2 separate regions of the Bombyx mori genome follow, and region 2 is linked to region 1. Evidence: chromatin contacts called from public Hi-C data. All regions are on one chromosome and are shown on one strand. The core of a region is the stretch at or near the end of the contact, and the rest is flanking DNA. Distances in the headings are between cores, read along the strand shown.

Region 1 (5,898 bases), core at 1,715-4,214:
TTTTTTGTCTGTCTGGCTGTTTGTTCCGGCTAATCTCTGGAACGGCTGGAACGATTTTAACGAGACTTTCAGTGATAGGTAGCTGATGATATAAGGAGTAACTTAGGCTACTTTTTTAGACTAGCTTCGCCCCGCGGCGTCACCCGCGGTACGATAATAACATCGTGGGACTCAGCTAATCCGAAATACGATGTAAAGCTTGTTATACGTATTAACGTATATGATTCGTACGTGACAATCTTAAAGAAGCTAAAATGTTTGTCGGTTCTGTTAAAATATGTTATTTGCGGTCTCGGACTAATGGTTTGTTGAACGAACTATAAAGTGATTCGCTTTGTCAATTTTATTAATTGCGCCATACAGTGCCATACGCGATACTAGTCAATTAATATCAACAATTCAAGAAATTTAGACGTAACCTACTGTTTTACGTCGCGAATTCAAGTGGTCGTAGGTCGTAGGTACCGCCGCCTCGCCTATTTCTGCCGTGAAGCAGTAATGCGTTTCGGTTTGAAGGGTGGGGTAATCGTTGTAACTGTATATACTGAGACCTTAGAACTTATATCTCAAGGTGAGAGGTTGTAGAGATCTATGGGCTTCAGTAACCACTTAACACCAGGTGGGCTGCGAGCTCGTCCACCCATTGCGCGTATATTGCCACGATCTGTGGTAGGTACGTAGCAGTCAACTAACGTGATGGATCTGGTCACGTTTTGGTGAAACCCACCGTGGTGAATTTCACTTTGCCCTGTTGGACGCTTCTAGTTCATATTAGTGACGTTAACTTCAGACCAATAGCAAACCCTCCATCCCGAAAAGAGGTACTTACGTATATTGTAGACTTACACGAAGATGAAAAAACATTCGCTACATTTCATATTCAAAGTATATATTTCTATACCTGATACTTATAAGGATTCATATAGAAATAACAAAACAAAATAAACATTATCTTGAGGACGATGAGTCGAAATCACATTTTTACACGGGAATTCTCCGAAGCTATTTCTTCCATCGCTTTGTTCGATCTCTAGTGCTCTCAGTGGTGAGGTTATTCAGGTTATCGATGTGCATCCGTTCTCCTAAAGCGGCGACCTATCGATATACGCTGAAATTGGTTTTTTTTTCTTTTCTTTCTTTCTTTTTCGTTTTGTTATCTTCCACTTCCATTAACGTACTAAAGCTATACGTTAATAGGACTTCTTTTTCTTTTGTTTTACTTTAAACAATCGTTTAAAAAAGAATTGGAGTTTTGTCTGTAGTTATTTTATCCAACATCAAAAAGAGAAGTGTTTTGACTCATTTTAATGGGATATTTGTATTTTGTGTGTTTTGAAATTTCATAAATAATTTGTTCTAAACACCAAAATGCCTTAAGTGTATTTTGTTTCATTGCCCTGATTAAGATCGGGTCAGCTTAGCTGACATTACCATAGAGATACATTAACCCGTAGACTCAGCCCACTGAGTTTCTGGCCGGATCTTCTCAGTGGGTCGCGTTTCCGATCCGCTGGTAGATTCTGCGAAGCACTGCCATTGCTAGGGCCAGTATTAGCAACACTCCATGTCAAGGAGAAGCTGAAAAAGCCTCTCAAGGCTACAGCATAGGTAGGGAAAAAAAGAGTCATTTGTAATACAGCAAATGACCCTATAGGATCACAACTTTAAAATTAACTTAGAATAATGTTTCATCTTTTCTAATCGTGTGAGCACTCGCGTGTATCATCCGCTAACGAGTCTAGTTTGTACATAGTTACGAGCAAGTTGTTGTTTTAGTTGTGCGATAGTTGTTGTTCTGTTTCGATATTATTTACCTTCGAACTAGTGTTACGTACAACACGTATTGGCCGTACGAACGACGTTAATGTACAATGTTCGAAACTAGTGCTGTACTTTTGTTTCAGTGTTTTCGATACAAGATCGAAGGCTGGCAAGGTATGAGGCAACCGATCGCACGGAGATTTTAATGTTTTTTTTTTTTGTAGACTTTTTAGACACATGAAATACGGTTAAATGATTCCTGATTGTACAACCGGGATGGTGATTAAGAGACGTACTTGTCGCTTGATTATACCCGATCCTGTAGACCGAATGGTAAACAGTCGACGTCGCCCAAAGCACGTCATTACGGATCCTCCCGATCCCTTAACGGTGCTTTTAGGTACCACAAGCACCGGTCACCGTCCTCGTCGAACCCGTCGCTTGCGACGAAGGGCTCGACGAGCAAATTAACCCATAGACACAGCACACTGAGTTTCTCGCCGGATCTTCTCAGTGGGTCTCGTTTCCGATCCGGTGGTAGATTCTGTGAAGCACTGCTCTTGCTAGGGTCAGTCTTAGCAACTCTCCGATTTGAGCCCCGTGAGCTCACCTACGCACGTTCGGGTGAAGCTGAAATAGCCTCTCAAGGCTATCAGCATAGGAAGAAAAAAATAAAATAAAAAAACCGCTTGATCTTGAACCCATAACTTGTATGCCTTTTTCGAAACTTAAATCGATGTTTTCAAAGCCTTACATAAGCGTAATGAATTAAATAAACTTAATACAATAACACGTGTATCAATCTGTACTAATAAATAAATCTACAGTGGTTTTTACGGATGTTCCGTTATAACTACCAAACCATGCATCCGATTGACTTCAAACTTGGTATCCATGTAGAAAATAAATGTACTTAATGGATAGGCTATATGTATATGAGTGTTGGACTCCCTAATAATAATGACAATAAAATTAAATAACAATGTTAATTTTAAATGTCCAGCGAAGCGGGCGAGTACGGCTAGTAATTTATAATGTTGGAAATTTCATTTATATATTCTTCATTAAGTCACAGCTTGTTGCCATTAGGCGTTCCCTTAGTATCTATACGTGTAGTTTATCGCGTACTCTTGCGTAATTAAACCACGGCTTACGCCCGCATGCTGGACATTAAATCGTGTTTAATGACGTGTCTTTGGTGAGCCGTTTTTCGCGAACGTATGTTTTTTATCGGCCCGACTCGTTCGGCCGCTTAATGAAAGCCGGCGGGATGGAATGGCTAATTGGATTTCGTTTTGTATCGGAAATTGTCGGTCAGGCTTCGCTTCCATTTCGAAGCGTTTTATTCACATCAATTGTGTCTTTGTCATGGAAATTTCTGGTAATAATTTAAGCCGTTTTGATAGATGCTTCGACGAGATAATACTCGTTGTATAATTGAATATGCTATTTCGAAAAGGGCACATGTCGCATATTTTGTCAAATACGTTTTTTCATATACATGTAGTTTTGAGACTTGGCTACACCCATTTTATAATAGTTCCAGTCATTTTCTATTGCTAATTAACACTAAAATATATCTCTAAAAGTTAATATTTTAAATTTTACAATACTTTAGAAAATAATCAGTTTTTTTCATGGCCTGAACATTTTACATTTTCAGAGATGTGCCCTTTTCGAAATTGCATTTTCAATTGTACTTGTCTTATAATTGTTGAATCGTATAATCACCAAAGTTGAAATCATTTTAAAATTTGCAAAAGTTGTAACGAAGTTCCTTTGAGGAGTTTTCAAGTTATATTCTGAGAAACAATCCGCCAATACCTACCTCCCAGGAACAACCTCAAAAGAAAGTTTTTCGTTCACGGCATACCTTCGTTGGAAGTTTTATTAAAACGGCAAAATAACGTTGGGCGTGCGCGCTCCGAATAATTTATTCTAAGTCGTGCCTCACCGCTCTATCCTTAGCAGTATCGCCATTACCGAATGCTTTATTGAAGCAAAAAACCGGCGCTTACTGCGAAAACAAGTCGGTCGTTCTGCCATTGAATTTGATCCTAAGGCTGAGTCATACAACTGGCGACTGTAGAGATTGAGGGTTGGGGGAGGCAGGAAACCGTTTAGCTCAGCCACCTATTGTAGTATTGTGAAGGCACGTTGTTTTTGTGGAGTGTGGTGTCAGCGACAGGCTTGCCTTGGCTAACTTTATACGGATCGCTCAAAACGTCTAGCTAGACAATTTATTAGGTCGACCGCCTGAGATTCTGTTAGTGAACGGTTTTGTTTAACATTGCCCAGATAGCTGGGCGTTGTTTTCGAAAACAAGCCCGACTCTATTTATTTAAATTTTATGGGACAATATCGAGACTTGTCAACAAGATTTCTTAACGGTTATAAGGTTTATTTTTATGGCGTATTATCTTCTGCAAACTAACGTATATAATATTAATCTATTGTACAGTTTTGACTCGGTATCTCGAAAAGAGATGCTGATACACAATTTAGCCTCTTAAACTTCAAAAAGCAGAAAACAGTATTAAAACAAACAACACTTAATTAACAAGAGCAGCTGAGGAAGCAAGTTTAATTGCTCCAAAGATAGGTACAAAAGAAGTTTGGATGCCGCCGACGGGGGTTGGTTGGGTGGGTGACTCAGCTGGAAAGTTGACGACGAATTTTAAAAGGGACTAAAAGGAAGGCGACCGTAGCTCTTGTTACTCTTTCACAGTTTAACTTTGTACAGGGTTGTCGTTTAAAAAAGTTTGGACGAACTTTAAATTTTTATCATGTCCGCTTGTCAGTTGAAAAATAAATTCACGGAGTTCGTTTTTTTGCCACCTAGTATTTTGAAATGTCAATAATTGACTTCATTGTCTCACTACTGGTGTTACCTGGCAAGTTATCACGTAGGTATCACCCATACTGCCTATTTCTGCCGCCAATTTGTCATGCTATCCTTTTTGAGCGTTAGGACAACTGTTATACAATCAAGGCTTCATGGGTGGTGGTATTCATGTAAAGGTATTATTTTGTTAAGCGGTAATAGTAGTAGTGTAAGTAGGCACAGATGAAAAGAAAAATGAGGCAGCTTAAAGAAGATTTTATTGGGATTTGAATAGTTTCCATATTGCGTGCTATGTCTGGACTTTCTATTTTTAATCATCAATCAATCTTTCCTTATTCTTCTCTGTGAAGTGAATTGTACCGCAGATTTTACCGTGAAAGTCAATCGTATACATTTGTTAATTACGTATTTAACTAGAAAGGTACCTGCCTGCGGGATTCGAACACCGGCACATTTGCATCGCTCGATACGAATGCACCGTGCGTTTTAGCCTTTAGACTTTTTCTTTTTATTGCTTAGATGGGTGAACGAGCTCACATCCCACCTGGTGTTAAGTGGTTACTGAAGCCCATAGATATCTACGACGTAAACGCGCCACCCACCTTGAGACATAAGTTCTAAGGTCTCAAGTATAGTTACAACGGCTGCCCCACCCTTCAAACCGAAACGCATCACTGCTTCATGGCAGAAATAGGCAGAGCGGTAGCGGACACACAATTGGTTCTACCACCAGTAAAATTATGGCAAATTACCATATACATCTATATTTCCAGCCCTGCGTCGGTGGCGCTTTACTATATAGGTTTAAAGCCCAATGCAATTACTTAGACCGCGCTAGTTTCACTGAACCGCCAAGGACTCGTTCACATTTTATGCTTTCCTATATATTTTCTAGTTTTATTAGTGACATTTAGTGCGGCAGCTTCAAAAACGCAATTTAAACTTCTCGTGCGTGTTGGTTTACTTTAGTAAAAAAATCTTCAAGTCCAGACTTTTGACTGCTAAAGAAAATTCAGATTGGTTTTTATAATAAGTGAATGGGCAATGATTATTGCGTTGCTGCCAGTTTATATTAATGGATTAAGTAATCGTATATATTAGTGCTTTTGCTAAATCCGGCCACATTTTAGTATGGCTTTGTTTGAAAACAAAACTTGCATATTGATATTTATTTTATTGCCTTTGTAGGCAGACGAGCATACGGCACACCTGATGGTGAGTGGTTACTGTCACCCATGAAGTTTAGCAATGCCAGGGGCAGAGCCAAGCCGCTACCTACCGTTAAGTACTCT
Region 2 (6,266 bases), core at 2,725-5,224, 99 kb after region 1:
TCAATCAAATTACCCAAGGACTTACTCAAAACCAAACAAACAGATATTAAAAATGCTCAAGTTGTTTAAAAGAACTTTAGTGACAAACACAAACATACGTACATACGCATTACGCACTACCATCTAATAAAGATACACTAGAGAATAATAACTGCACCAAAGAGAATAATAATTTTAACTATTTTGTTCTACTTATTAGTTACTTCTCACCAACAAACTGAAGTTTTTTAAAAAGCCAATAAAAAAGATGATTATATTTTTGATCAATCATAAGACGTAATGCTTTATATAGATTATTTGCCAACTCATTTTTCTCCCGTGACAAGGCTTGCTCTTCAATTGGGCTTTTGAAAAAATAATCTCATGTTCTGTGATAGTAAGCAATCATATCATGGATATGTAGCGTTACGTTTAGTCTTTGGGGATTATGAACAGCGTAACTTGCTGATCGACCAGTGTCACACACACACACAATATCAATGTATTATATATACGTACTATGTACATACATAATACAATAGTAAACACTGACATCAATTTGTATATATATGACAATATGTTTAAATGTAGTGTAATAAATCAATTTATGTCTAGCCATTGTTAATAGACGATGGTAGCAGTAGTAAAGATTGCATTAGTTCCTTGCTTTCTCGCCTATCACCTTTATTGAGTACTATTGATTACAATATAATGATTACAATGTTTATAAACTGAAAGTTATTCGTTTTTGAAAGTAAATATAATGTATTAAGTTGACGGGTCATTTCGGATCCTCCCGATCGACTAACGGTGTTTTTAGGTACCTCAAGCACCGGTCACCGTTCTCGTGGAAACCGTCGCTTGCGATGAAGGGCTCGGCGAGTAAATTAACCCACAGACACAGCCCACTGAGTTTCTCGTCGGATCTTCTCAGTGGGTCGCGATTCCGATCCGGTGGTAGATTCTGCGAAGCACGGCTCTTGCTAGTCTTCGTGTTAGCAACTTCGTCAGGTTTGAGCCACGTGAGCTCACCTACTAGTTAAGGTTACGCTGATATGGTATCTCTAGATCATCAGCTTAGGTAGGGAAAAAAAGTTGATGGACATTTTGATATTGTTTTTATGTTTTTATCATTCGGTTTATTCTTCGTTGATGGGAAGAATATGGGCCCATTAAAAACTCTTATATGACCATTAAAACGAATCTAAAAGTTTGGCGCCGCTTAAATTAGAATAATTATAACATTAGAACAGGCATCACGAAGATTTCACTAAATTATCTCTTAAAAATTCGATGAAGATCATTATTTCTGTCCGAAAATAGACGTGCGCCCACCCACATCATATAGTAAGTTGTCATCGTCGTAATGGATGCCGAATCTGAGGCCTGTACCATCAAATCGTGATTTAGATACGGGCATATCATAAATACTAAGAGGTATATTTCAGAATATACTTAGGTTTCTCCGAAAAAGATTTCGAGCTCTTGTTTTATAGTGTGGCGGTAGCCATCATATGATATAGATATCATATCATATGAAAGATCTTCCACCGAGCGCGTGATATTGTTCGGTAGACCGACGGTCCGAATGTTGTTGTTCGGAACTTGTATATATGCGCTTTATTTTGAAAATGTCGTAAGCGAGATTCAGGTATCTGTCAGGTATCTTGCGTTGTATGATGGCTACCCGCCACAATAGTATTAAATGTGATAGGAATTATCTCTGCAAACTAGAAACTGTTTTAATGTAACAAGTTTTTTGTAATCCTCAGGAAAAATGAGGTGTAACTTTGTGGAGATTCATTTCAGTTAAAAGGTTCTTTATACACAAGTTAGGTCAGATACGTTACGTATTGCACGCAAGAGCAACAAAGTTGTCGCAAGCATTCGTTACTTTTTCTATTTATAATATACCAGTCATTGGAAAATAGATAATAAAATCAAAAGGAAAAATATATATTATTAATAGCATTTTCTTTATGTAAGATACTTCTTTGGACGAAATATCAATGAAATCTTCAAATGCTTTTAGGATTAAATGGGAATTGGAATAAAACACAAAATTTAATATTAAAAATGATACAAAAATACTGAAGTTATCTTTCTGCCTCAGGTCAAAAAAGCGACACAAGACCTGCAATTGGGCTGTGTGACCGCAACCAACCAACTGATCACATTGTGAGTAACAATGATGCTCGTTTATACAAATAAAGTTCCGAAATAAACAATGGGAGGCTTTTTATTCAGAACCATGTATGTAACCCGTATTGGAAATTATTACCCACAGACACAGCCCACTGAATTTCTCGCCGGATCTTCTTAGTGGGTCGCGTTTCCGATCCGGTGGTAGATTCTGCGAAGCACTGCTCTTGCTAGGGTCAGTGTTACCAATTCTCCGGTTTGAGCCCCGTGAGCTCACCTACACACGCTAAGGTAAGCTGATATAGCCTCTCAAGGCTATCAGCATAGGTAGGAAAAACAAAAAGGAAATTACAAGAGTAAACGTCGTAATAGATATATCAGTGGAAACTGTAGACGATGCTCTCAAGCTCATATTATAATTATTAAATATTTATTAACACCACAAAAATTATGGTACGGTTATTTTTAGCCTGAACGGGTAGGTAGGTATCACAATCTATTTACGCAAAGCCATTAAAGAGAAAACTTCCAAGTTTTGTGAATTAGATTGCTACGATTGGGACTAACCAATCTGAAAATATTGTTAACAAACTGGGATCCGAAATAATGAATACGAGATATTATTGAATTTGTTAGATCATTTTCCTATAGAAGACAAAAAAAAAATACATTGTCTGTCTTAGAGGTTTCTCCAAAATTATTTTGTGTCCTTGAAACGTATGTAATTGTACTTAATTATTTTGTTACAGGTGACGCGCTGCGGAACATATATTAAAGCGGCTTTGCCGCTTTAAATGGACAAACGCAAGATGCTGCCAAAGAGAGCGCGCATGGATAGTATGCGGGGTCCTATTGCAAACGGACCCCTGCAATCAAGGTCAGTTTGTATATCTAATACTGGAAAACTTGACAATCAAATCAATCTAGTCCTTAATGAAATTTGAAACGAATCGATCCGAATAACAAGTTTTAATTTGATTAGATTATTGAAAATCAGAAGCGTTAAGATTGAATAGTGAGTTCGATTGCCAACTCATACCCATACCGGGCGGGCAATGTAACGGAGCGCGGCCGCCGCACTCAACAAACCGGTTTCCGCCTTTCGAGCTCACTCCACTTATTCTTTCCTCGTGCTAATCCTATTTGGTTTCCATCAAAACTTGGCCGAAGGGGTTGCGGCCCCTTTCCGCCCTTGGGGGTGAGGCCCCGGAGGCCTCTTTGTTTGCGAACAAATCTGTTTTCGTCTGCCCCCGGGAAAGTTTGTCGAAATTCTGAAAACTCCGGTCCCAGTCAGGAATTACTTTTCAGTTTCAACGTTCGAAACTTCGCTCGACAATAATAATAACTCCGTTTCGGTATGACGAAAGTTTAAATTATTAGTTTAATCCGACTGATGGTTTAATTATTCGGGACGGGTTCCGTAGGACGTTTTCCGAACTGCGATCACTTTAGCCTGTGCGCTATGATAACAAATACGCAGTAGCTAATTGTATTACAATTTCTAGTTGGTTTTTCATTGATCGTTGACTATTTCAGATTTTGTTTACTTACGATCAGTATTTAATAATTGTTTTCTTAATGTTAATTATTAGGTAACGTTTTCTTTTTCATTGACGGATTCATCAATTTAAAATGAATTTAATAATGTCACTTCGATAAAATCTGTTTTTATTTTTTCCTATCCAAATAGAATAAATAAATACCTTGAATCGACTCGAAATCCGTACAAAATATTTAATGAAACAACGTGAAAGTCGTTCACGTAATGTTTATCAAACAGCAACCTTGGCTCTTGTAAGTCGGTCGTCGACACCGACTCGGATTATGTGCGCGCATAAAATATACCTCCACACAATACAAGTGTACGTTGTTTATATTGTAATAAGGTGCTGCTGCTACTGTACAAGTTGCGATGCCAACGGGAATAAAATTATTATTTGGGTTGCATCTTTTCGTCAATGCTTATATGTTGAGAAATCTGATTACAAATTATTTAGTAAAATGTTTATTTTATTTTATTTTATTGCTGATGGATGGACGAGCTCATACCCCACCTGGTGTTAAGTGGTTACTGCAGCCCATAGACATTTACAACGTAATTACCGTCACCCACCTTGAGATATGAGTTCTAAGGTGTCAGTATAGTTACAACGTCTTTCAAACCGAATAAGAATAAGATGGGTAAAAGTGGGGATGGTTTTTTTTTTTCGACATATTATAACGATATTATTTATCAAAGACGATTACGCTTACGGGGTTTGCAGCTAATAGTGCTCGTTCGTAATCTATCTTTTATCAAATACTAGAATCGCTAATCATTGTTATCGATGTGCCCAAAGTTTATTCGCTTGCCTAGTTTTACAGTTAGCTATATTTCGATTTTCTAAAACGCCCAATGACTTCGACAAAATTTTCGTTCAATTACACTCTAAAAAAAACTTATCTAATGACGCACTCTGTTAAAATAATCAAATATGTATGTAAAAGTATTAAAATAAAGATCGACAACACTCCTTATCAACAATAATTTCGGATTATTAGATAAAATTGGCATTTATATTTCTTGGAAGTATTTAAATCGAACCGGTGCTTACCTGTTCGTGCCCAACACAATACCTTTGTTATCGATAAAATGATTAAAATTGTTTATGTACCGCCATAAAGTGTATCGTGAACTCAATGACAAGTTCTTTATCAAATGAAGTTAGTAAAGAGTCCTGAGCGGTAGGCGGTGGCTTGGCTGTGTCCTTGACATTGTCAATGCTCATAACTGAGGGTGACAGGTCATCTCGACGTGGTCCGTATGTTAGTTTGCATTCCGGAGCAATAAAAAAAAAGGTATAAAGATGATGAATGTAAATCGCGAACTGTGATCTGGTACGGTGAACTGTGTATCCGTTATTTCTTTCTAAGAATTTATCGCCTCGTACGCGATAAAAAATATCTTTATACTGTAAACACGTTGAGCGCAGTTTGTTTTTATGATCCTTAAGCATTTTTTAATTACTCGATAATGTTTAATATTTGGAATGCTTTCGTAGTAAAACTAAATTCGGTTTTTGAACTTTTTATCGGCTTTGACTGGGTTTGGTTAGTCGCTTATGGTTTGTAAGCGGTTTGTTTCGATGTTAGTAGTAGTAAGCATGTTATCGTGAACTTTTTACGATCATGGACTGAAACCCAGCTTAGACTGTAGCGTTTTAAAACTTGGCCACACGGAATATCATATAGTGTGACGTCATTTGGGGTTAAAATGCACGACAAGGTAACCGCATCTTAAGTATACAAAGCAATTAGTCACATGACGTTATTCTGTGTTGTCATTAGTGGTTTTTTTTATTAGTAATTCTAACTCTAGATAGAGTAGATTTTAATAGGCCGTTACAACAGATGGGAGTATATATTTTGTCAACAATTACAGATTTAGTACAAGTAGAATAATCGTCATTTTGAATGAACTCGAAATTATTACTGCTTAAACTCAATTTAATATTCCACAATTAGTAAGCACATTCATATTTTTTAAGAAGCGAAGATAAACAAAACAAAAATACCAAGCCATTTTAGCGTGCAATCAGCGCAACGAAGTAACTAACTGTTCGAGTAATATTGAATGAAACGCGCGGTGATAACCAAACCAACCCGGCTTATTGAATTATAACTCGTTACGGTACACGTTCAACTCCATTGTTGTAACCCCTTAGGTGCTTGGAATATTTTTTGTGATATTAACTTTGAATCGTGAATAGCATTCTGCGTTGTTCTATTAAATTGCGAGACGCGATAATTTTGTCGTGGCTGTTTCTCGTCATTTTAGTTGTTTTGTTATTCATTATCATAAGTGTTAGGTGTAGATTTGAAGATAGTATAATATCGTTATTTACTTCTTTTTTTATTGCTAGATGGGTGGACGAGCTCACAGCCCACCTGGTGTTAAGTGGTTACTGGAACTCATAGAGATCTACGACGTAAATGCGCCACCCACCTTGAGATATAAGTTCTAAGGTCTCAAGTATAGTTTCAGCGGCTGCCCCACCCTTCAAACCGAAACGCATTACTGCTTCACGGCAGGAATAGGCAGGGCGGTGGTACCTACCCGCGCGGACTCGCAAGAGGTCCTACCACGAGGAATTTCGCAAATTATA

The links. Hi-C and Micro-C count contacts between places; a contact is called where the count stands out from the background.
Region 2: a Hi-C map of middle silk gland shows a contact between it and region 1, with 2.1 times the contacts expected there. The contact joins two enhancer-like sites. A contact is called at or near these places in 3 of 7 Hi-C or Micro-C datasets (middle silk gland and whole pupa).

The regions. Positions count from the first base shown.
Region 1 is chr26:9,977,102-9,982,999 of ASM3026992v2, forward strand. All of the region lies in intron 1 of LOC101736219 (C-terminal-binding protein), which reads left to right. Among protein-coding and RNA genes, the nearest start is that of LOC101736219, 18 kb to the left of the region's middle. Within about 2 kb of position 2,965, at least 7 of the 8 cell types and tissues checked have open chromatin away from gene starts, as enhancers often do.
Region 2 is chr26:10,074,902-10,081,167 of ASM3026992v2, forward strand. LOC101736219 (C-terminal-binding protein) reads left to right here. Exons shown (of 14, transcript XM_062676354.1): 5 at 2,093-2,157; 6 at 2,871-2,998. The coding sequence starts at 2,916. Among protein-coding and RNA genes, the nearest start is that of LOC101741464, 76 kb to the right of the region's middle. Within about 2 kb of position 3,975, at least 7 of the 8 cell types and tissues checked have open chromatin away from gene starts, as enhancers often do.